Regions from separate parts of the Mus musculus genome. Here all the other regions are linked to region 2. The links are chromatin contacts, called in public Hi-C, HiChIP or PLAC-seq and promoter capture Hi-C maps. All regions are on one chromosome and are shown on one strand. The core of a region is the stretch at or near the end of the contact, and the rest is flanking DNA. Distances in the headings are between cores, read along the strand shown.

Region 1 (3,554 bases), core at 985-3,484, 1.0 Mb before region 2:
TACACAACTCTTGCAGAGGACCTGACCTCACTTCCTAGGACATACCACCTGTAACTTCACTGCCACCAGATCTGGCGCCCTCTCCTGGTCTTCACGAGCACCTGCACTTACATGTCCATTCCTCCACCCCATACACATAATTAAAAATAAAACAAGGAGCCCGAGAGTTGGCTCAGCAGTTAAGAACCCTGGCTTCTTTCCCAATGGACCCAGCTTTCATTCCTAGCACTCACATGGGACTCACGTCTGTCTGTAACTCTAGTCCTGGGGGATCTGATGCTCTTTTCCGGCCTCCTTGGGCACTGGTTCACAGATATGCGCTCTGAGCAAAACACCCACGCAGGTTTTTTTGTTTGTTTGTTTTTTTTTTTAAGCAACCCTTTTCCCAAACTTTGATACACTTTAAGATTCTTTCCTTACTGTGTTAGCAAAAATTCAGTTACAGGCTAGAGAGATGCCTCCGTGGTTAAGAGCATGGGCTGTTCCTCCGAAGGACCAGGGTTCAATCTCAGCATCCATATGGCAGGGCAAAATACTAATGCACATAAAGTAAATTACTTAAAAAAAAATCAATCACAGATCTTGTGTGTCTTTGCACTGACCGGCTCACCAGAATATTTTTTTGCAGTTCTCCAGGGATCACTTCTTATCGGTAATATTTGTCCATCTCTACAGACAGTGTTGGCTCAGATACAGAAAACGCTGGCTTTCAATTAAAGCAGCACAGAGCAACGAAGACTCAAGAGTTAATGCCAGGAGCGCTTAAACCTTTATTTACTCTGTAATCGTTCCGCACCGCATCCTTTCAACGGTAAAGCTTTCAGGCACTACATTCGTTTTAAAAAATCAATTTTCCCCCTAAAATTTAACTCCTTGCCTTTTCGCTACACGCCAAACACGACCCCCAATCACAGCATTTCTCTCTCAATATTTACCACGACAGTCACAAATAAAGTGTGAGCACCACAAGAAGGCCCCTCCAGAATTAAAAAGGTTTCTCCCTTAATGTCCTACTTCCCTTCTATCCTGGTCTTAAACCTTTGAGTTCTTACTTTGGGAAAGACCCTTATTCATACTCCTACCGAGTTAGGCTCATTTGGTCTCTGGAGGAGCTTTATCTGAGCTCTTACACCCATGCCAGTTCCTGAGGCTCAGGAATGAGGCCCAGATCTGCCACCATCCTGGGGCGGGTGGTGCCTGGCCACACTCTTGCCGCTATTCCCACTGCCTCTCAGGCGCTACCAGGTCAGCGTCTCACTGTCCCTGAGGCATCAAATCATGGTTGCTCAAGGTCTCACCATTGAAGCCGATCACAGCCTGAAGCTCCAGTTCTGCTACATCCAGCTCGGGTAAAACTTGTTCTTCCATCCTGGAGAGTTTCAGCTCATTGATTCTTCAACTCCAGGGTGCAGCGTCTCCTGGTCGTCATGGTAACTGGCGCACGCATGCGTGCTAGGTTCATGCAGGAGCAGAAACCCAGCCCACTGTGTTTGAGTTGATTTCCCCTCTTGCAAATGTTGGGAGGACTTCCTTAGTATGTATTTTATCCATTCTGGAAATGTAGGTGGTAGGTTGACGCTAAGTGCACAAGGTAAATTTCCTCCTCTCCCGTGTACAGGTCTGTGACTTTTTAAAAACTATACAATTAAGCCCCTCGTGATGATTATTAAAAATAATTGAACACAGAATAATTGAGCACAGAGAATTGCCTATGATGAATAGGTTGCTATAAAAAACATGGCATTGATACTTCTTTTTAAAAGAAAAATTTAAAAAAATCACTAAAAACGTTTTAGTACAGTATGCAACTATTTTTATGTATGTATGTATGTATGTATGTATTCATGCATGTATGGTACATATGTTGCCTGTATGTATATTTCCTGCCTCAGCCATCCAAGTGCTGGAATTCCAGGCTTGAGTTATCACACCCAGCTTGTCTTGCTGTTTTGAATTAAGAAGAAAAATACAGAGAGCCGGGGTTGACGCGTTTCCATTCCCTGGGAAAATGTTTTGATTCTGCTCAACAATTTAACTATTTTTCTTGCGTCCAGCAATTCATGTGAATTAACAAAAATAGATTCTTGCTACCCACTCCCTTAGGGGTGCGCTCTGGGTAGCGGGGACGTCGTTCTGAGGTCAATTAAAACAGGTTTCACTTTGCAAACTCTGGGCTCGGGTCGCGCACTCTCCGAACTGCGGGGAATGAGCCGCACGGGCCGCCGTAGTCAGCTGCTACGAGCAGGAAGTGTCCCAGCTGCGGGCGGAGACTGCACCATGGCCCCGGACCCCTGGTGAGTTGCCGGTGATGGCAGCAGAGTATGGGGATTAACTTGGGGGTGGAACTGGCTTCCAGGGACTGGCAGAGACCCTGCCCATCTTTGAGCTTGAGGCTGGCGGCCTTAGGGATGAAGATCAGCGAGAATCCTCCCCCTGTTGAGGGGACTCAGCCACGTACTGCCTACTCGGTGCTAACTCTGTGGTCCTAGGGTAGGCTATGACCTGGGGGAGCTGGGACTTGAGCAATCGAATATTTGCCCCCCTTTTCTGGGGCTTCTTGCCCATCATGCTTGTGGCTGACTGCATGCATAGACTTCCCCAGGCTCCTGTAAAAGTGAGGTCAAAATAACCTTTTGGTGGGGTATCCCTTCACCCAGTAATCCCCAGAAAGGTTATAAACTGAAGTTCACACTCCATGGTCACCAGTTAGTAGCTAGTTGGGCACGGGTGCTATGGGCTTTTCACAGAAAACTTGTAGGACATTGGGAGGGGAAATTTTGCACTTTTCCTGCATCAGTAGCATGAAGACTTATGTCAGCACGAAGTAGGAAGTGCCTGATAAGGTCCATTTATTCAGCAAAGAGACCCCAAGGAGAGAATGATGAAAAACATCTTTGTACAAGGAACAAATTGCTATAAAGTCCTGACCTTCCTGATGAATAATTTATAACACTGCATTCCTATAAAGTTTGTGTTGGAGAATATGCCTTATGGTGGTGTTTCCGGTACAATTTGTAGTTGTTTGATGGCAGATAAATTTGAATATTAAGAGAGTGGATCCCAAGGTCAGAATTAGAGTTATCTGGGATCTAGGCTATTTGGGCCAGTTGCTGAATTGTTTGTTGTTGGTTTGTTTTTCAGTGTCTCGGGGAGCCCAAGTTGATCTTGAATCCCTGACCCTTTTGCTTCAGTCTCCAAAATGGTGGCTCTGCTACCAAGCCCAGCCAAGTGCTGAATTTTGTCCTAAAGTTTTAACTATTGTATACACCCCTGGTAGAAAATTGAGAGACTGCTGAGTATCTGAAGGGAGTAAAAAGCACCCCTATCCCTCGGAAGCAATCAGTGCTCACCTTTTTTTCCAATGCATTTATTGTTTGGATCTATATCCTGCTTGTATTTTACAAAGCAGGGAGGGAGCATTTCTCCATGTCCTTAAAAGGTAGTCTTAAAAACATGATTTTTAATGTGTATCAGTGCATCATCTGAGTGTACATAACTTATTTCAAATTTTAGCCCGGTTGTAGAACGATTGTTTAGCACACGCAAGACACCCT
Region 2 (3,224 bases), core at 340-2,839:
AAGACAGAAAGTGTCACCCAGTAATGCTGAATGTTAAGCACCCAGGGGGACTTAGTGAAAGAATGTGGGGGTCCACCTGCAGAGTTCTTCTGGTTCAGGGAGTTTCCAGTGAGACTGGATGTATTTCTAAGTTCTCAGGCACTACTGCTGCTATAGCCACCATACTTTTGAGAACCCTAGGCTTTAAGCTCAGGGTGTGAAGCCAAGTGTGGTGTCACCCAGTAGGGCAGCAGGCTGGAAATCTTCAGCACTCCACATGCTGAGGCAGGAGGATTTTGAGTTTGAGGCTCCTAAAGGCTACACACAGCAAAGTTGTCTGGCAAACAACCTAAGACTCAGATCTGCCTCTCTCCCACCCCCAAGCTTCTAGAGTTTCCAGTATCGTGAAGTAGGGAAATTAACCACTAGCTAAGAACAATAGGAATGTTTTTGAGGTATTCCTAAAAATAGGTATGTTTGAGGAACAAAGTAGAATGAGGCTGAATAGGGACAACTTGAAAAGCCATCAGAAGATGCTCAACCTGACCTGAACGTCACCAAAGAAAGCTGCGGGGACCTCGGGGAAGTGGGAAGAGTTCTGTCAACTCCAGACTTCCCAGTAAATTACTGAGCGTGTAACACAAGGGCAACCTCTCCTTTGGAGTATGTCCCACAGATATTATCTCATTTTACAAGGGGTTCCTGAGAAGATAAGAAACTTGCCCACGGTCATCTATATAGTAGGAAGGAAAATATAAACCGGAATTCAGCGCTAAGCAGGGTAGTTGACTCAGGTGAGCCCTCTGCTTCTTCCTGCCGCCCAAATGACGCCACCTAAACTCCTACCTTCTTTCTCCAAGCTTTCTCTTTAAGCTCTTTTCCAGCCTCCCCCCCCCCCGGGCTCTTTCATAATTATTCATACGAATGAAGCAAGGACAAGAAACAAGTCTGTTTCTGTAACCTAAGCCTCGCTGAGGAGGAGATGGAAATCCTTGTCTTGACCTGCCCGGCCTCCTCTAGGTCATTGTGACGATCAAGAGCTTAATAAGATCAAGGTTTTGTTTTTTTTTTTTTTTTTCCCCTGGCTGGCCTTCAGGCCTCCCTCCCTGGGCGCCCGCAGCTGGCCACACCCTGGTACTAGACCCTACAGTTTACTCGGCCTTAGGGGATGGGTGCTGTCCAGCAGGTGTGTACCATCGCCCCGGCGGGCGGGACTGCAGTTTCCGGACTATCCTGGCATCCGAACAGCGCTGGGCGTGTCTGCGGTCAGGCAAACCCCAAACAGAGATGACCTGGGATTGAGGACGATCGCAGAGAGCCCGCCACCCACAGGAGTCGCTGCCCAACCCTCCGCGCTCAGCCTCTGCATCCCGGCCCACCCCAGTTCCTGGACAGTGATTAACAAAAACAAAAACCAAAAACATCTCCCCGCCTCCGGCACCCTCCCAATGCCAGGCCTGGGAGCCGGGGCGAGGAGAGTTAACCCAACCCGTTTTAGTTGAGGCCGAGGGCCCGGCCGATGGCAGCGCCTCCCATTGGCTGCTGAGCCGGCTCTTCGCTGATTGGCTGAGGCGCTCGGCTGCAGCTCTTGGAGAGTCCCCATTGGCGCTGCGTTCCAAGGACCCGAGAGTGGCCGCCCGGCCTCTGCAGACTACCTCGGGTAAAGGTGCTCTAGCTCCCGCAGCTACTTTGCCACGCTTATTCTTAGCCGGAATCCTAACTTCTTTCACAACCCTCCTCTCGCTGTTGTCGAGCCACCTTCGGCTTTTCCCTCTGATTCTTTTTCTGTTGTTGCTTTTCTTTTTCCTGCTTCTCCAGCTACCATTTCGTAACTCCGTTTTCCTAAGATACGCTCTGGTACCCCCATCCTAGGCATTCCCACCTGCCAGCTTCTAACTTCTGCTCCTCCCTGATCTCAGTTCCCTTGTCAACAGGGCCTTGTTGCCATACCCTACTACACTCCTCTTTCTTTCCTTTTGCTACCTTCTGATCCCCAAACTCCCTCTAACCTCACTTGACTTCTTGACATTTGACCCAGACAATTTAGCTCTCTTAAATTTCTACCTGTTGCAGCCTGGGCTTCAAAGAGCCAGGTGTTGTTCATATCCATCCCTGCTTTCTGAAGCTGTTTCTACCTTTACCATGGACTTCTTAATGAGTGGTGTAGCAGCCTGTGGAGCCTGTGTGTTCACCAATCCCTTGGAGGTTGTGAAGACCAGAATGCAATTGCAGGGAGAACTGCAGGCCCCAGGCACCTACCAGCGCCACTACCGAAACGTCTTCCACGCCTTCTTCACCATTGGCAAGGTGGATGGCCTAGCTGCCCTGCAGAAGGGCCTGGGCCCTGCGCTCTTGTACCAGTTCTTGATGAATGGCATCCGACTGGGCACCTACGGGCTGGCAGAGTCTCGGGGTTACCTGCACACTAATGAAGGCACCCACAGTCCTGTCCGCAGCGCCGCAGCTGGGGCCCTTGCTGGGGTCATGGGAGCATATCTGGGAAGCCCAATCTACATGGTAAGAAGAGGGGTCTGTCTGGTCTGGGGCTTTCAGAAAAGACTTTTGGCAGAGGGTGGGAGCCTGCCCTTTACAAAGGCATTGGTGACAGGGTGCTGTGCCCCATAAGCAGAAAATGGCACAGGAAAATGCTGGCAAGCTTCAAGGCCTTCTGATCTGCCTTATACACAGACACCCAACAGACTCTGCAATGTGTTGATGAAGATTACAGACTTAGCGTAAGGAGAACTCCTTTGAGTTGGGGTGTCATTTGTTTGTTGAGGCAGGGTCTCCCTATATTGTAGTATCAACACTTGCTCTTGTAGCCCAGCCTGGCTTCTAACTACAGTCCACCCTGAGTCTTCTCAGTGCTTCAGTTAACAGGTATGCATCCTAGCGGTATGCATTCAACTGAACTTTGAATCACACTTCCTAGCACTCATTGTTGCCATGTTGATAAGACAGGAATAATTATAGACTCTTGTGAAGTTGCTGAGAGGACTGAAGGAGACACATGAGATGTACATATGAAGGGTTCATATAGATCCCGGCAGATGGTGGGCATCTGACAATATTCCTCTCTTCTCTTCTCTTCTCTTCTCTTCTCTTCTCTTCTCTTCTCTTCTCTTCTCTTCTCTTCTCCTCTCCTCTCCTCTCCTCTCCTCTCCTCTCCTCTCCTCTCCTCTCCTCTCCTCTCCTCTCCTCTCCTCTCTCTCTCTCTCCTCTCTCTCTCTCCCCTCTCCCCCTCT
Region 3 (3,157 bases), core at 604-3,103, 1.9 Mb after region 2:
AAAAAAAAAATTAAATGAATATGAAAATGTATATAATTCTGGTACTCTTTGCTTATTTCAAAATGGCCTTTCCAACTTTTGACATAGGGGCCTCTGAGAGTCCCTACCAGATGTGTGATCATTTCTGAGTGACCTTGGTCTTGAGGACCGGGTTGCAATCCTGATTACCAATGGCAATAAGTACGGTATACAGTCAGTGGAAGGAGTCCCATCTGTGGAGGACATCGCCATCTGCTATCTTTATGGCTCCTGCTTCCTATTCAGTCATTGCAACAGGACAGATGATTACTGAGTGGCCCTACTGGGGCCAAAGGTCTCCCTGCTGAGCGAGGATTTGCTCACTCAGGAAGGTTAGAAACCAGGGGGAGGGTGGAAACAGGCTTCATTTGTTCTGTCAAAGGCATACCAGGAGATGTTAATTGCTTAAAAGTCTAAATATAACCCCCCTTCATCTTAGTGGGACCTCAGGCAAAAGTACAAACAGATGACTACCTATTTAAAATTATAAACCATTCCAAAGAACTGTGAACCTTACTAGAGCCTAGTCTTCTACTTTGACTAAAGTCAAACCATTAATGACTATTATGGTTTGAATGTAGGCATCTGCAGTGACTCTGGAGCAGACTTGAGCTTAGAACTTTTAGAATCAGAATAAATGAAGAAGAAAAAGAAAGAAAGAAAGAAAGAAAGAAAGAAAGAAAAAGAAAAAGTAGGACCTAGTAGTGGTCCAACCCTGAAATCTCAGCTTCTCAGGAGGATGAAGCAGGATTGCAGACTCAAGGCTAACCTGGGCCATTTAGGGAGAGGGTGTTTCAAAATTAAAAAAACAGAACAAGAACTATTGCTATAGCTGAGTAGTGGAGTGCTTGCCTACTATGCTTAAGGTTAAATCCCCAGGACTGCAGGAGGGAGAAAAAAAGACTAGCATAGATCCCTGGCCTTTGGGGGTATGTGCACTTGAATAAGCTGGTGAGAGGAGCGTAAGCCCTGGCTGGGCTCCTGGTCTGTTGCTTGTCTTCCTTCTTTCCTCACCTGTCTTGCACCACGAAGGATCTGTGAACACACAGAGCAGCTCAAATGTGTAAGTGCTGTGCCACCTCCTCCAAATGCAGCTGCCCTCTGGCACGTTGAGAAACGTTTACACCCTGTCTTATAGAAAAATGAGAGACTACAGCTTCAGCTACCCAGGGAGGGAATTCTGGGCTCATAGGAAGGCAGGTGGACTTGGTCCTGAAGTGCCAGACTGTGTAGACCCCTTGCCCTAGGAAGGCAGCAAGGTCTGAATGAGGCTGGAAAGGAAAGTCTGGAGTCTCCGTATGGCTCTCTTGCCCAGGCAGAAGGGTGGCACTTTCTCCTGTCAAGAATGCAAGCACTGCGTCTGGCTGTATCTCCAACAGCTTCTCTGGGCTGATCACGTTAAAGTCAAACATAGTCGCTTAATGGAAAAAGTGCATTGGCTTGCACATCTGGGGACCAGACCAAGTTCTGGCCATAACAATTCTTCCTACTTTATATCCTCATTTAAACTTTTCTTAGCCGCTCTACTTTTCAAGGTTATGAGGTTAAGGGACTTTCTCAAGGACACACAACTAGGCAAAGTAGCGGCTGGGTTCGCGTGCACCCAGGGTCTCCTCACTCAGCTTGATATTTTTGTCTGTGTCCTGGGAGCCAAGAGCTTGCACAGTCTTCGTCTTTGCAGCCGCCAGTCTCCAACACCCATAGCTCTCTCATCAGCCTCCCTCTGGCTCCCAGGCCCCGGACCCCTCCTCCCTGGTCTCCCTCCCTCCTGAGGCCCCGCCCCTCCCTTAGGCCAGCGTCACGTGCCGTCCCATCCCCCCGCGCCTGCGCACTGCTTATTTCCCGCTGTCAGGATGAGGAGGCGGAGGTCGGCGCTCCGGTCCGTCTCTGCCCGAGGCTGTGGCGGCGCCGGCGGCTCCAGCCTTAGCGGTTCCTCCCTGGGCGGCGGTGGCCGCGGCTCGGTCGACGCCTCCTCCGCCAGCTGAGCCCGCGGCATCCCGGGACGCCGCTTCCCCGCCCATCCCCGTTCTCCGAGGCCGCCCACTGGCCATGGCGCAGCCGGGCCCGGCTCCCCAGCCTGACGGTGAGGCGCCCACCATGGCGGGCGCGGCCTGCCCGGCGCAGCGTCGTGGGGGCCCTTGGGGGCAGGAAGGGCACGCGCGCGGGCCCGGGGGTGACCCACGGACTGGAGGCGGGGGCGCGCGGGCGACGCGTGCTGGGGCAGCCGGGCTGGGGAGGGAGAGGGAGGCGCGCGCGGGCGGCCGCGGGGAAGGGCGTGGGGAGGCTGCAGGGAGGGAGCCGGCGGAGAGGAAGGTGCGGTGGGATCAGCACGTGGGTTCCTCGGGTGGGGAGGATGGAAATGGAGAGCATGTGCTATATTCCTTAAAGAAAACGCGAGCCCTCGCCTTGGTAGTGGCCGTGTGCCCTCTCGCCCCACCTCCGCTCCCGCCTCCTCAGGCCACGCTCCAGCGCTCTTTGCACCGGACTTGTAAAAGTAACTGTGATCCTAAGCATTGGGTAGCATTCTTTTGAGTGGTTGTGTTGCTTCATGGTAAGGCCGGGCTCATATCTTAGTCTCTTAGGGCCTCAGTTTCTGACGAACGAAGAGCGCTTGATTCATGTCTCTTTATCGAGAAAGATGGGCAAGTCTTGGGCCAGGCGATAAAGATGGCAACGTTCATCTGTAAAAGGATAGTTTAGTATTATTTCGAGAGTGTTAGGGATGAAAAGGTGCTCGAGTGGGCCGAAATCGAGGAGTCAATCGTCTTCTCCATTCCGTCTCTACCGTTCAAGCGATGGGGTCTCACTTTGTGGACCATGATGACCTGAAACTCCTGAGCTATCCTGCCTCAGTTTCCTGAGTAGCCAAGACTTAGACGTGCAGGACAGACTGTCTTAATAATGCTCATATTGGAAGAAAAAAAGGGCCTTGTTCTAAATAAGCCATGATGGTTATTAGAACCCTTTATGACCTTTAAACCGACTGAGCTCTGCCCCAGAGTTTTGACCACATTGTTTCAGGTGTTGTTGTCGTCAACCGGGAGTTATGTTTGGAAAGAATGTGCTCCGTCCTTGGCAAGATCTTACTGTATCTAGTTGGGAAAGTTCTTTCAGGTGTACTTTTCTAATTGGCTTTTGT
Region 4 (3,611 bases), core at 906-3,405, 1.4 Mb after region 2:
CCTTCTGACCTCCATGGGCACCAAGTATACAAACACACACGTTTGTGCGTGTACTACATTCAGGCAAAATATACATAAAATGAATAAACCTAAAAAAATAGAAATAGAAACAAAAAAACCCCACAGGTTCACATTTATTCAGCATTTGCCAGGGGAAACAAAAAGACCCACTCAGCTCCTTAGTGATACAGCTTTTCCACGATCTCTACACACAAAGGATAATAAAACGCACGTTCAACGGCCAGAGTGGTCAACAGCTACTCCCCCATAATGCATCACATAAATCTAAGTGCATTATTCACTAGGAATTGCTTTTTTCCCCTTTTCTCTGCTTTGCGGCATAAATGTATGTCAGAGAGAAAGAGACAGAGAGACAGAGAGGCCGCAGACACCTCTAAGGTAACACCAGGAAGAAAGCAGCACAAGTGGCTGCCCAAAGCCCAGGTGATAGCCACAGTAGATCACAGCAGTCGTGAAGAGGACATAACATTATAGAAACGTGCCAACTGCCTATTGGGGAACACGTGTGCACATGTGTGCAGGGCTTACTGAAGTAAAAGTGCATCACAACAAAAACTCAGGTCACTGAAAAAAAATCAGAGAGATTTCTAAAACACACAAAACAAACAAAAGACCATTAGGAGGGCAGATTTAACTGTAGTATTCCCAACTGTCTGAGGAGTACAATGAATATAAGCCACCCAATCCTGCCTTCCAGAGCCCATCCGAAAGCCAGCCATAGTAGTATAAGCATCTATAATCGCAGCGTCCCCTACTGAGAAACACAAGGTAAAACCAAAGAGCATCAACATAAACACTCGGGCTAGACAGTCCACCACTGGCAAGAGACCTTGTCTTGACACAGGAACCTTAGGACCTAAACGTTCCTATGACTTTGATGTGTGCACCGTTGCTACCCTTGGCCCATAACCACTAACATAAACACACATACAGCTGAACAAGATGGCGGATGCCCAGCCACAGGCAGCTGGATCTCGGGGAGTTCTAGGCCAGCCTGGTCTACATAGTTCCAGACCAGCCAGAGCCACATAGTGAGACTTTGCCTCCATAAGAAAAAAAAAAAAAAAAAAAAAAAGGCAGAACTTCACAGACTGCTTATGGAAGTGTGTAAGAAACCACATATCGAGGATGGCACTTGGGTTTCTAGCTTGTAGGAACTGAACGCATGTGAATATTTTGTGCACAGGCTCCTAACCAGGTAGACAACATATTGTCTACCGCCTACCTCACCAGCCTCAACTCTACCCACTCTCTTTAACCACCTAAACCCCGAACCCAAACATTGCCCTCATTTTCCAACCCGTCCTACACGAGTGTTCCTCTAACGTTTCAACTACCCCTTCTAATTTTCTTTCACTACCTAACCCCTGTTCATCTTAAACTCCAGGTCTTTTGGAGAAATCTCTAAATACTCTCTCTACACCGGTTTAGGAAACTCATACCAGATTTAGTTTCGTGTTATGGCATTTTGCTCATCGCCACTATGACTGGAATTGGAGCGCCGAGTAGGAAGGGGTAGGCCCTTGGCTGAGAGCTAGTAAATGTTTGTGTTCAATTACCCTGGGAAAACGCCGCCAAAAGAAGTTTCGCTGAGGACTGAACTAGTCAGGGGACCTGGGATGGAACCGAGCCCCTTCATTGCTTTGTGCTTATCAATGACCTAACAGAAAAGGGGCCTAATACTGCTCTGGGGAACGCGCAGGTAATGAAGTCTGTGGATCGCGTCCTCAATGGTTAAGTGGCTCTATTCTCCACTCTCGGCTCTCCTCGAGCTCACAGCTCCAGTGTCAGCTTCAGGAAGGCGGGACCACGGTGCCCAGCCGCCTCACCAGCCTTTCCACGGTGACCGCGGGAGCCACAGACTTACCTGCGCCCCACCTGCCGTCCCATGCAGCCTCAATAAGCACATGAGCCCGGGCAAATGCGGGGCCCACTGGATTGGGGGATGCACAGGGGCCACGGGGGACGCCGTTCGCGGCTGTAACAACCCGGAAATGCTCTCTAACAGCAGCAGACGCAGACGCGGGCCGGATCCCACCGCAGAGAGACCCCCGGGCCCGCCAGGAGCCCCAGCTGGGGAGCCCGCAGAGGCCCCACTAAGAACGGCCGCCGCCATCTTCACAGGCTCGAGCAATGGCGTGGCGTGATGACGCAAACATAAGTGCGACGCACGCCGCTCGGGGAGGGGTCTTGAGGAGGGGGCTGCGGCCTGCTGGGCTGGATGAATGAGGGCTGGCGCCCTGCGGCAGGAGGGGGCATGCGCAATGTGGGCGAGCGCCAGCGTTGGGGCGGCTTGCAAACTGCTAACCCGGGCTGAGCGCTGTAGGGCGGGGCGGAGGCGTTGCTGCGCAGGCCGGACACGTGGTCTGCAGGAAAGGCGCGGGAGTCTGAAAGATCTCAGTCCAGCGTGGCTTCTGGTCACCTTCTCCCTGGGCTTAGTAATCCTATCTAAGGAGCCAACCCCAAGTCTGAAATCTGGAACGTTCTAAACTGCTTTTCCAACAATGGAAAAACAAGCTCAAACAGTGCACATGCCACAAAGTAGCAGAGGTGTCACTCTGTCCCCAAGACACACCCACAGTCATTTGTGTATTTACATTACTATACACAGTTGTTTTGTTTTTTGAGACAGGGCCCTGGCTGTTCTGGAAATCACTTTGTAGACCAGGCTGACCTCCAACTCAGAAATCCACCTGCCTCTGCCTCCCTAGTGCTGGGATTAAAGGCGTGCGCCACCACGCCCGGCTAACCTATCACTTTCAAAGGCCTCAGCATTGCCTTATTTCCTCCCTCTGCAGTCTGTACACCACACAAAAGCCGAATTGGGCTTTTCTGATATAAGCCAGTTCTTTGTTTTGTTGTTTTTGCTTTTTAACAGGCTGGCCTCAGACATGATGTGGCAATATTCCTGCCTCAGGCTCACAAGTTCAAATGCTGACATTACAGATTGGAGCCAAGAAAGCTTGTCCTTCCCAGTTTAGAGTCCTTCTGTAGCTTCTAGAGATAAGAATATTAACTGGGTGGTGGTGGCACACGCCTTTAATCCCAGCATATTGGGAGGCAGACGCAGGCAGATTTCTGAGTTCAAGGCCAGCCTGGTCTACAAAGTGAGCTCCAGGACAGCCAGGGCTACACAGAGAAACCCTGTCTCAAAAAAACAAACAAAAAAAGATAAGAATATTTCCCTACACAGACTAGAATCTATACCACCTGACCTCAGGCTGTACAAGCACTTCTTTCTTCCTCTGGTCTTTTGTTGTTTTGTTTTAGGGGTGGAGAGATGTTTGAGGTTTTGTTTTGTTTTGTTTCTTCTCCTAGTCTTGGACTAAACTAGCCTTCTTTCTATCCTCCAGCAACATCAATTCCAAGGCCTTTGCACAGACTTCCAATTTTGCCGACAGGCTTGTTGCCATTCTTAGAAAAGTTTTTCTTCCAATCTCTATCACACACACACACACACACACACACACACACACACATACACATACACACACTTTTAAAGTCAAGGTAACCTCCCCTTGAAGGTAACTTCCTATGAAATTAAGGATGGGGTCTGGGGATATGGCTCAGTGGTTAAGAGCACTGACTGC
Region 5 (3,270 bases), core at 740-3,239, 1.7 Mb after region 2:
GGTTAAGAGCACTGACTGTTCTTCTGAAGGTCTTGAGTTCAAATCCCAGCAACCAAATGGTGACTCACAACCACCTGTAATGAGATCTGCCGCCCTCTTCTGGTGTGTCTGAAGATAGCTACAGTGTACTTACATATAGTAATAAATAAATCTTAAAAAAATACTAGATATGGAGAAAGACAGGGGTGTATAATTGTATTAATATTAAAAATGTTAGCTATGAGAGCTGGAGAGATGGCTCAGTGGTTAAGAGTGCTTGCTGCTCTTGGAGAAGACCTGAGTTAGGTTCCCAGCATCCATGTCAGATGGCTTACACGTGTAACTCCTAACTCCCCTCTAGAGGATTTGATACCCTCTTCTGACCTCCACAGGCACCCATACCGGCATACACCCACATGCACAAATATGAGCACATATGTAATTAATTAAGACTATTTTTTTTTCTCTTTTTGAGACAGCATTTCTCTGTGTATCCCTGTCTGACCTGGAACTGGCTCTGAGATCAGGCTGTCCTCAAACTCACAGAGATCTGCCTGCCTCTACCTCCCAAGTGCTGAGATTAAAGGCATATGCCACCACTGCCCAGCTTAAAAATAAAATCTTAAAAAGTATATACTAGATGGACAAATGGATAAAATTGCTTGTTGCCCCATCCTGATGACTTAAATTCAATCTCTGGATCTGATCTCTACACATATGCACACATGAAACACAAAAATACTTAATTATTTTTAAAGAATTCTAGAGAAGTCCAGAAAAATAAAATTAAATAAATGAACAAATACTAGGTAAAAGCCAGGAGTGATATACAGACTTGTAATCCCAAAGGCTCAGGAGACTTAATCTTTGAGTTTTGACTCCAGACTGGTTTAAAACAAGATTTCTGTCCAAAATGAAACAACAAAAAAAAAAGCTGGGGAAGCAATATGACTGCAGTTAAGTGGCAGAGAGCTTGCCGACATGCCCAAGGCCCTGGGACCCTAAACAATAAACTGCCTGGTAAGTTAGGAGTGCATGTTGGCTGGCATAAAGGACAAAATCAGAAAATGTTACAAGCAAAGGTTATCCAAAGAGTGAGCCAGGCATAGTTTTGCAATCCTGTGACCCCAGCATTCAGGCAGCTAACACAGGGTTGAGTGTTTAAGGCTAGCCTGGGGGTAGGGGTTACAAAGAGAGACCCAGTCCATCACAAAACAAAATCAAGGGCAGCTAAACTGAGCTGAGAAATGTTGAGGAAGATTAAAAGCAAAAGGAGTATCTTGAAGTGGCAGATGGTCGAGAGTTGGGCTGTTTAGTGTGAGATCTAAAAAATGGATATCCTGAATTCGTAGGGGGTCTAGAACTAAAGGAGCAATGAGGAATTTGGATGGCTGTGCCTGAGTGGGTGACCTAGATCTAAGGGGTTTAAGGCAGCCAGACGGAATGGATAGTTGACCAGGGGATAGTCAAGACCTTGGCAGCAAGATACAACTAAGAGGGTGGATGGGCATCTGAAAGGTGTCGCCCTGGCTGAGGAGCCTGGTGTTGGGGTAGCCTTACTGGGGGGGGGGGTGGGGGGTGGGGGGGTGGAGAACTAGGTCTAAAGGGGCCAAGGCGACCTCTGGCAGGAAGACTGGGGTCTATAGCCAAATCTTTGGTAATAGGCAGGAAGGCAAAACTGGGGTGGTGAGCTTAGGGACATGGGCAAACCAGGCTGGACAGGCAGGGGTCTCCTTCACCGGCCCTGAGAAGGCAACAGCGGCCTAAGAGGCCACCTGAGCCTGAGGGGCTGACTGGGGCTGACTGGGGCTGACGGGCTGAGGCGGCGGTCCGGGAGTCAAACCAGAAGGCTATCTGAGAAGAGAGCGTCCGTGCGGCTATGTCGGCGACGTCTCTGCATTTGGCCCCATCACCTGAGGCAACTGCGAAGCGAGTTCTGGAACCTCAGGTCGGGCAGGAAGGAGCAGCTCCGTAGTGAGCCCGGTCGCCCCACTTGCCTGGCTCGCCTGAAGGCCGGGCCTGAGGGGGACCGCCTCCTGGGCGTGGTCTGCCATTAAGCCCCGCCCCCTAGGCGCGCCTCTGACGGCGACGACGTGCGCGGCTCCGGCCTAAGTCCCCTCCTGCGTCCGACCTCGCCTTTCCCGACTCCTCAGGAGCGCTAGTTTTCCCACGTTCTGGTGATTTGCTTTCCCTTAGTGTCCGCAACTCAGTTTCCCTGTCTCTGCCCGGCGAGCCCTACTGTCAGAGTGCACTGCCCCTTTAACTAGAGTGACCCGGGTGGCTCCTTCCCGGGACAGCGCGTGCCCGCTCGCCCGTCCGCGCGCGCGCCCGTCCGTCCGTCCCCCGCCCCTCGCTCCCGCCCCAGCTCGCGCTGCCCGGGCGGGCGCCGGCCGCTGGCGCCGCTTCTGCTGCCGCCCCCGGGGCGCGATCCGCCGCCCGCCGCCCGGGGACCCGGCGAGGGGCGGGGGCAGCCCCGAACTGGCCCCCGGTCTCTCCCTCGCCGGTCTTAGGCATCCCAGAAAGTTTGTCCCTTTGCTCTCCGCCGGGGAGTCCTGCCGCGACGAGGTGAGAGCCGGTGGGGGGCAGGGAGGGGACGCCCGCGGAGGAATGCGCTGTGGGGCGGGGAGCCGGAGTTCCGAGGTCCCGATTGCACGACCCGGCCAAGCGGGCTAGGCGCGAGAGCTCGGATCATGTGCTATTTATCCCGCGGAGGCGCAGAGAGGTGCCAGGCCCCGGGCAGCCGTCGGTTGGCTGGACTGGAGGACCAGGAACTCATGGCCGCCCAGAGAGGACAGGCGGGGGCTTGTTGGAGACCTGCCAGTGGGCAAGGTGCAGGTGACCCGAGACCCCCTTTGGAGTCGGTCTGCCCCACCTAGCCTCCTCCCCAGTGCGCCTTTAAAGCAGGACCTGCAGACCCTGCACCTACTCCCTATATCTTTACCCCGCTGTACCCTATTCTTGCCACCCAATTCCTTGTTTTCTTAGCTTCGGACGAGTCATATTGCCTGTCCACCCTGGTGCCCTTCCCTCCCCTAGTTAGGGTTTTGGGGGTCAGGACTAGTCTTCCTGAGCCAGTCTCTGTGATTTCGGCTACTCCCTTCCTGTGGTGGGATAAACCAGCCCCTTCACTCCTCCCCTGCTCTGCCTAGGAAGGCTGGGGAGGTGAGGCCCAAATAGCATGACAGAAATTGGCGGTCTTTGGGGGCTACAGGTGGGAGTGCAGCATCGTTGATCTCTTTCTTTTTTTCTTTTTCTTTTTGAAGTCTTCACCCTGCTATCCGTGGGCGTGGG
Region 6 (3,221 bases), core at 400-2,899, 1.4 Mb after region 2:
CGGACCCGCTCTGAAGACATCCGTTGAGAACACAGTGTGAGCTCTAAACGTGCCCTCCAGCCAACCCATCATCTCCTGCCCTCTCTCCCCAGTTCTCTCGGATAGCTGGGTTGGAATTCTGATTAAAGAGACTTTAGGAAATTGTGGTCACTGACCAGGCAGAGCAGTCTTTGTATGTGGGAATACTTTCTGGTAATCTTCCAGCTTTTGTACACGACTTACAAAATCTAGAGTCCCCTTAATAGCAAAGTTCTTCAACCTGTGCAAAGAACACCGTGCAAGAAGATCAAGAAAGAGCCCACCTTACAGCTTAAGGCGAAACTGCGCAAACTCAACCAAGTACTCACTCTTTGACCAGAGAGAGGGAAAAATCTAAATCCTTATCCTTCATGAATCTCTGGTTCCGGGGGAGGTCCCGTTCAGTACTCCCTGCTATAGGCAGGATTAATCCCTCCTTCCAGGAGCCCCACCTGGGGAACAGATACGGAGCCTTACGTGAGACAGTGGGTTTGGAGGCTCTAGAGGGCGATCGACAGTTTTCTTGAACTCACCGATACACATTCCTTCTGTTCTCCAGCTCCTGCTCTCGATACTTCCTAAACAGGTTCTGAGTGTCATCAGTTACCTTCAGGGCTGGAAGAAGCAGACACAAAAGTGTGTCCTCTTAGGGCACCGCTCTGTGCCCTCCATCTCATCCTTTCTCGTCTCCCCCGCTCCCCTCTATCTCTAATCTTTTCTGTAATTTATTTCATAACAAGCCCAACGACCTCCTGCATCCTTCAGCGGCACCGCCAGAGTCCTCACCAGTGCCCTCGGTTAGGCAGATAGTCTCCTTGCCCTGCACCCAACTGTAGCAGGGGAAAAAGGCTTCTCCTTGGGTCCCAGGGCCCTGCACAGTGATGCTCTTGCAGAACCAGTCAGAATCCAATAGGCCTTTCTGTTTGCGCAGCTTCACCGCCAGGAGGCGCCCTAGATGCAAGGGGACGTCGACCTCCAGCTCTGTCTTCTGTGGGATAGGACACAGCTCCTAAGCAAGTCTGGGGTCCTCCGTGTGGGCAGCAGTGTCAGTGAGCCCTCGGAGAAGCTTGGCTTTGGCTCCAATTGCCCTTCTAAGAAGCACTCAAGGAAAGAGACCTGAACCGAGTGGCGTCGAGGAAGGAGCGGGGCGCTCTGCTGGGCTCCAGGCTCCTCTGTGCACCTGCAGCGCTCCCCAGTGTTGTCTCATCCCCGCCCCCTCTTTCTGCCCAGCCCCTCTCTCCTATTCCTTTCTCTGTCCCCTTTTCTCGCAGCCAGCCCACCTGCGCCTGCTATCACTCCCGGATCACCTTCTCAGTGGTTCTCTGGGATCAGGCTTCCTCCCCTCCCCACAGTTCCCAGAACCCCTGCAGAGTCTCAGATCCCCGGTTCTCCGCGAGAGCCCCACGTAGTGGCCGGCACTCACCCTTCCCAGCAGTGGCCGCAGCTGCTTCCCAAGGTCCGCCTCTCCATGCTCGCCCACCAGCCACAGATGCACCAGGTTGGCGGAGCCCGCAAAAACCGAGTCTCCAGTGGCTACGAGGATCTTGTACTTGACCATCTCGGCTGATCCTCTAGAGGGACCTGGGGGGAAACTGCTCTTAAGAGGATCTGAGAGGCTGCCTCCAGAGAGTCACACCTAGACCAGAGTTTGGTGTATTTGAATTGCCCCCGCCCACTCAGGTCCCTCCCCAACTAAGGAGCAGGTATCTGATTCTCACCTTCACTGTCTCTAGATGGTTTGCCAGCAGTTTCCAAAAATGCATCCCTACCTTGTTTTCTTGGCAAGGGCTTCATGCCCAGCCCTGAGCTAAGCACATCAGCTAGCTAAGTCTCACGCCCACCCAATTTTAGTGGAAAAAAAAAGCGCAGCAGGCAGTGATGACAGCAGTAGAAAGGCTTTGGGTGGGGCGCGCTTTTCCGTGGAAGTGAGCTTAGCATCTTGGCAAGGACCAAAGAGTTTTGTTGTTGTTTTTGTTGAGGACAGGTGCAGTAGAGGTGTTCATTGTTCAAACTGGAGAGCCCGAGGAGGGAGTTTGGAATTTCCCTATAGTCTGGAAGTTTCCATTGGACCTCCCTGAAACCTGATCTTTGAAGACAAAGCTTTAGGCTGAGCACCCATACTGTGGACAAACTGCAGGGAAGGGGACAGGGAAAGGAACAGGAGAGAGGACTCTCTTCAGGACTAAGTCTTCCCACCACATCTCCCAGAGTTCGGCCCCCCTTCCTCCTCAGAGCGAGTACAGGGGTATACCTCTCTGTCCTGTGACACTCCTGCCTCTGTCCAGGTGCTCCTGTGCTCCTGTGGACAAAAGTCCCTGAATCCACAATGGATTTTGCTTAAGAGCTAACTACTTAACTAACTGATCCCTTGCCTCGTGGTCGAAGAGTCCGTCAAAACATGCGGCTGAGAGCCGGGCGTGGTGCACGCCTTTAATCCCAGCACTCGGGAGGCAGAGGCAGGCGGATTTCTGAGTTCGAGGCCAGCCTGGTCTACAAAGTGAGTGCCAGGATAGCCAGGGCTTCACAGAGAAACCCTGTCTCGAAAAAAACAAAAACAAAAACAAAAACAACAAAACAAAACAAAACAAAACAAAAAAACATGCGACTGAGACCTGAATCTAAAAGTATAGATGTACTTTCTCAGACAAACGGGGGGGGGGGGGGGGGGAGGACACGGACTTGCCATTAGTTTATAGTGGAGCGGGTGCTTGAAGGATCTTGCAGAACAAACACTAAATGCAACTTGTCTAGTTCTTTACCAGTTTTCCCTCAGCCTTTCTTGTTGTTTGTTTTTGGAGACAGGCCCAACCCCTTTCTTGTGTTCCTTTCACTCCAGGACCCCTGCAGAGTCCCAGGTCCCCAGGTCTCTGTGAGCCCAGTTGTGGTCCTGCACTCGCCCTTCCCAGGAGAGCTGAGACAGCCCTGGTTGTCCTGGAACTCACTCTGTAGACCAGGCTGGTCTTGAACTCAGAGAGATCCATCTGCCTCTGCCTCTGCCTCTGCCTCTGCCTCTGCCTCTGCCTCTGCCTCTGCCTCTGCCTCTGCCTCTGCCTCTGCCTCTGCCTCTGCCTCTGCCTCTGCCTCTGCCTCTGCCTCTGCCTCTGCCCCTGGGTGCTGGAATTAAAGGCTTGTGCCACCATGCCTGGCTTTTTATTTTTTAAACAGTTATCTTGGCTACTTCGCATCAGTATCATGGCAGGGCT

What was found. Promoter capture Hi-C pulls out the DNA fragments that hold promoters and counts their contacts. Hi-C and Micro-C count contacts between places; a contact is called where the count stands out from the background. HiChIP or PLAC-seq counts read pairs in DNA pulled down with a chosen protein or histone mark.
Region 1: a contact with region 2 is called in an H3K4me3 HiChIP or PLAC-seq map of pro-B cells, with 8 times the contacts expected there. The contact joins the promoter of Stx8 here to the promoter of Slc25a35 in region 2. A contact is called at or near these places in 3 of 39 promoter capture datasets (the 3T3-L1 cell line, cranial neural crest and hippocampal neurons) and 1 of 115 datasets of contacts at active chromatin or transcription factors (pro-B cells).
Region 3: a Hi-C map of B cells shows a contact between it and region 2, with 5 read pairs. The contact joins the promoter of Rabep1 here to the promoter of Slc25a35 in region 2. A contact is called at or near these places in 1 of 39 promoter capture datasets (liver) and 1 of 484 Hi-C or Micro-C datasets (B cells).
Region 4: a contact with region 2 is called in a promoter capture Hi-C map of neutrophils, with 4 times the contacts expected there. The contact joins the promoter of Pelp1 here to the promoter of Slc25a35 in region 2. A contact is called at or near these places in 3 of 39 promoter capture datasets (liver and neutrophils).
Region 5: a Hi-C map of B cells shows a contact between it and region 2, with 5 read pairs. The contact joins the promoter of Inca1 here to the promoter of Slc25a35 in region 2. A contact is called at or near these places in 1 of 484 Hi-C or Micro-C datasets (B cells) and 1 of 9 other capture datasets (liver).
Region 6: a contact with region 2 is called in a promoter capture Hi-C map of liver, with 2.5 times the contacts expected there. The contact joins the promoter of Alox12e here to the promoter of Slc25a35 in region 2. A contact is called at or near these places in 3 of 39 promoter capture datasets (liver and neutrophils).

What each region holds. Positions count from the first base shown.
Region 1 is chr11:67,964,224-67,967,777 of GRCm38.p6, forward strand. Stx8 (syntaxin 8) reads left to right here and starts at 2,235. Exons shown (of 8, transcript NM_018768.3): 1 at 2,235-2,294. The coding sequence starts at 2,278. Cfap52 (cilia and flagella associated protein 52) reads right to left here and starts at 1,419. Exons shown (of 14, transcript NM_027963.2): 1 at 1,299-1,419. The coding sequence starts at 1,368.
Region 2 is chr11:68,966,542-68,969,765 of GRCm38.p6, forward strand. It overlaps Slc25a35 (solute carrier family 25, member 35), which reads left to right and starts at 1,590. Exons shown (of 5, transcript NM_028048.2): 1 at 1,590-2,496. The coding sequence starts at 2,122.
Region 3 is chr11:70,842,908-70,846,064 of GRCm38.p6, forward strand. Rabep1 (rabaptin, RAB GTPase binding effector protein 1) reads left to right here and starts at 1,854. Exons shown (of 18, transcript NM_019400.3): 1 at 1,854-2,101. The coding sequence starts at 2,068.
Region 4 is chr11:70,407,876-70,411,486 of GRCm38.p6, forward strand. It overlaps Pelp1 (proline, glutamic acid and leucine rich protein 1), which reads right to left and starts at 2,156. Exons shown (of 17, transcript NM_029231.4): 1 at 1,889-2,156. The coding sequence starts at 2,137.
Region 5 is chr11:70,698,166-70,701,435 of GRCm38.p6, forward strand. It overlaps Inca1 (inhibitor of CDK, cyclin A1 interacting protein 1), which reads right to left and starts at 1,990. Exons shown (of 7, transcript NM_001252484.1): 1 at 1,893-1,990. It overlaps Kif1c (kinesin family member 1C), which reads left to right and starts at 2,383. Exons shown (of 23, transcript NM_153103.2): 1 at 2,383-2,544.
Region 6 is chr11:70,320,881-70,324,101 of GRCm38.p6, forward strand. Alox12e (arachidonate lipoxygenase, epidermal) reads right to left here and starts at 1,650. Exons shown (of 14, transcript NM_145684.2): 1 at 1,442-1,650; 2 at 805-1,006; 3 at 552-633; 4 at 348-470; 5 at 156-259; 6 at 1-10. The coding sequence starts at 1,576.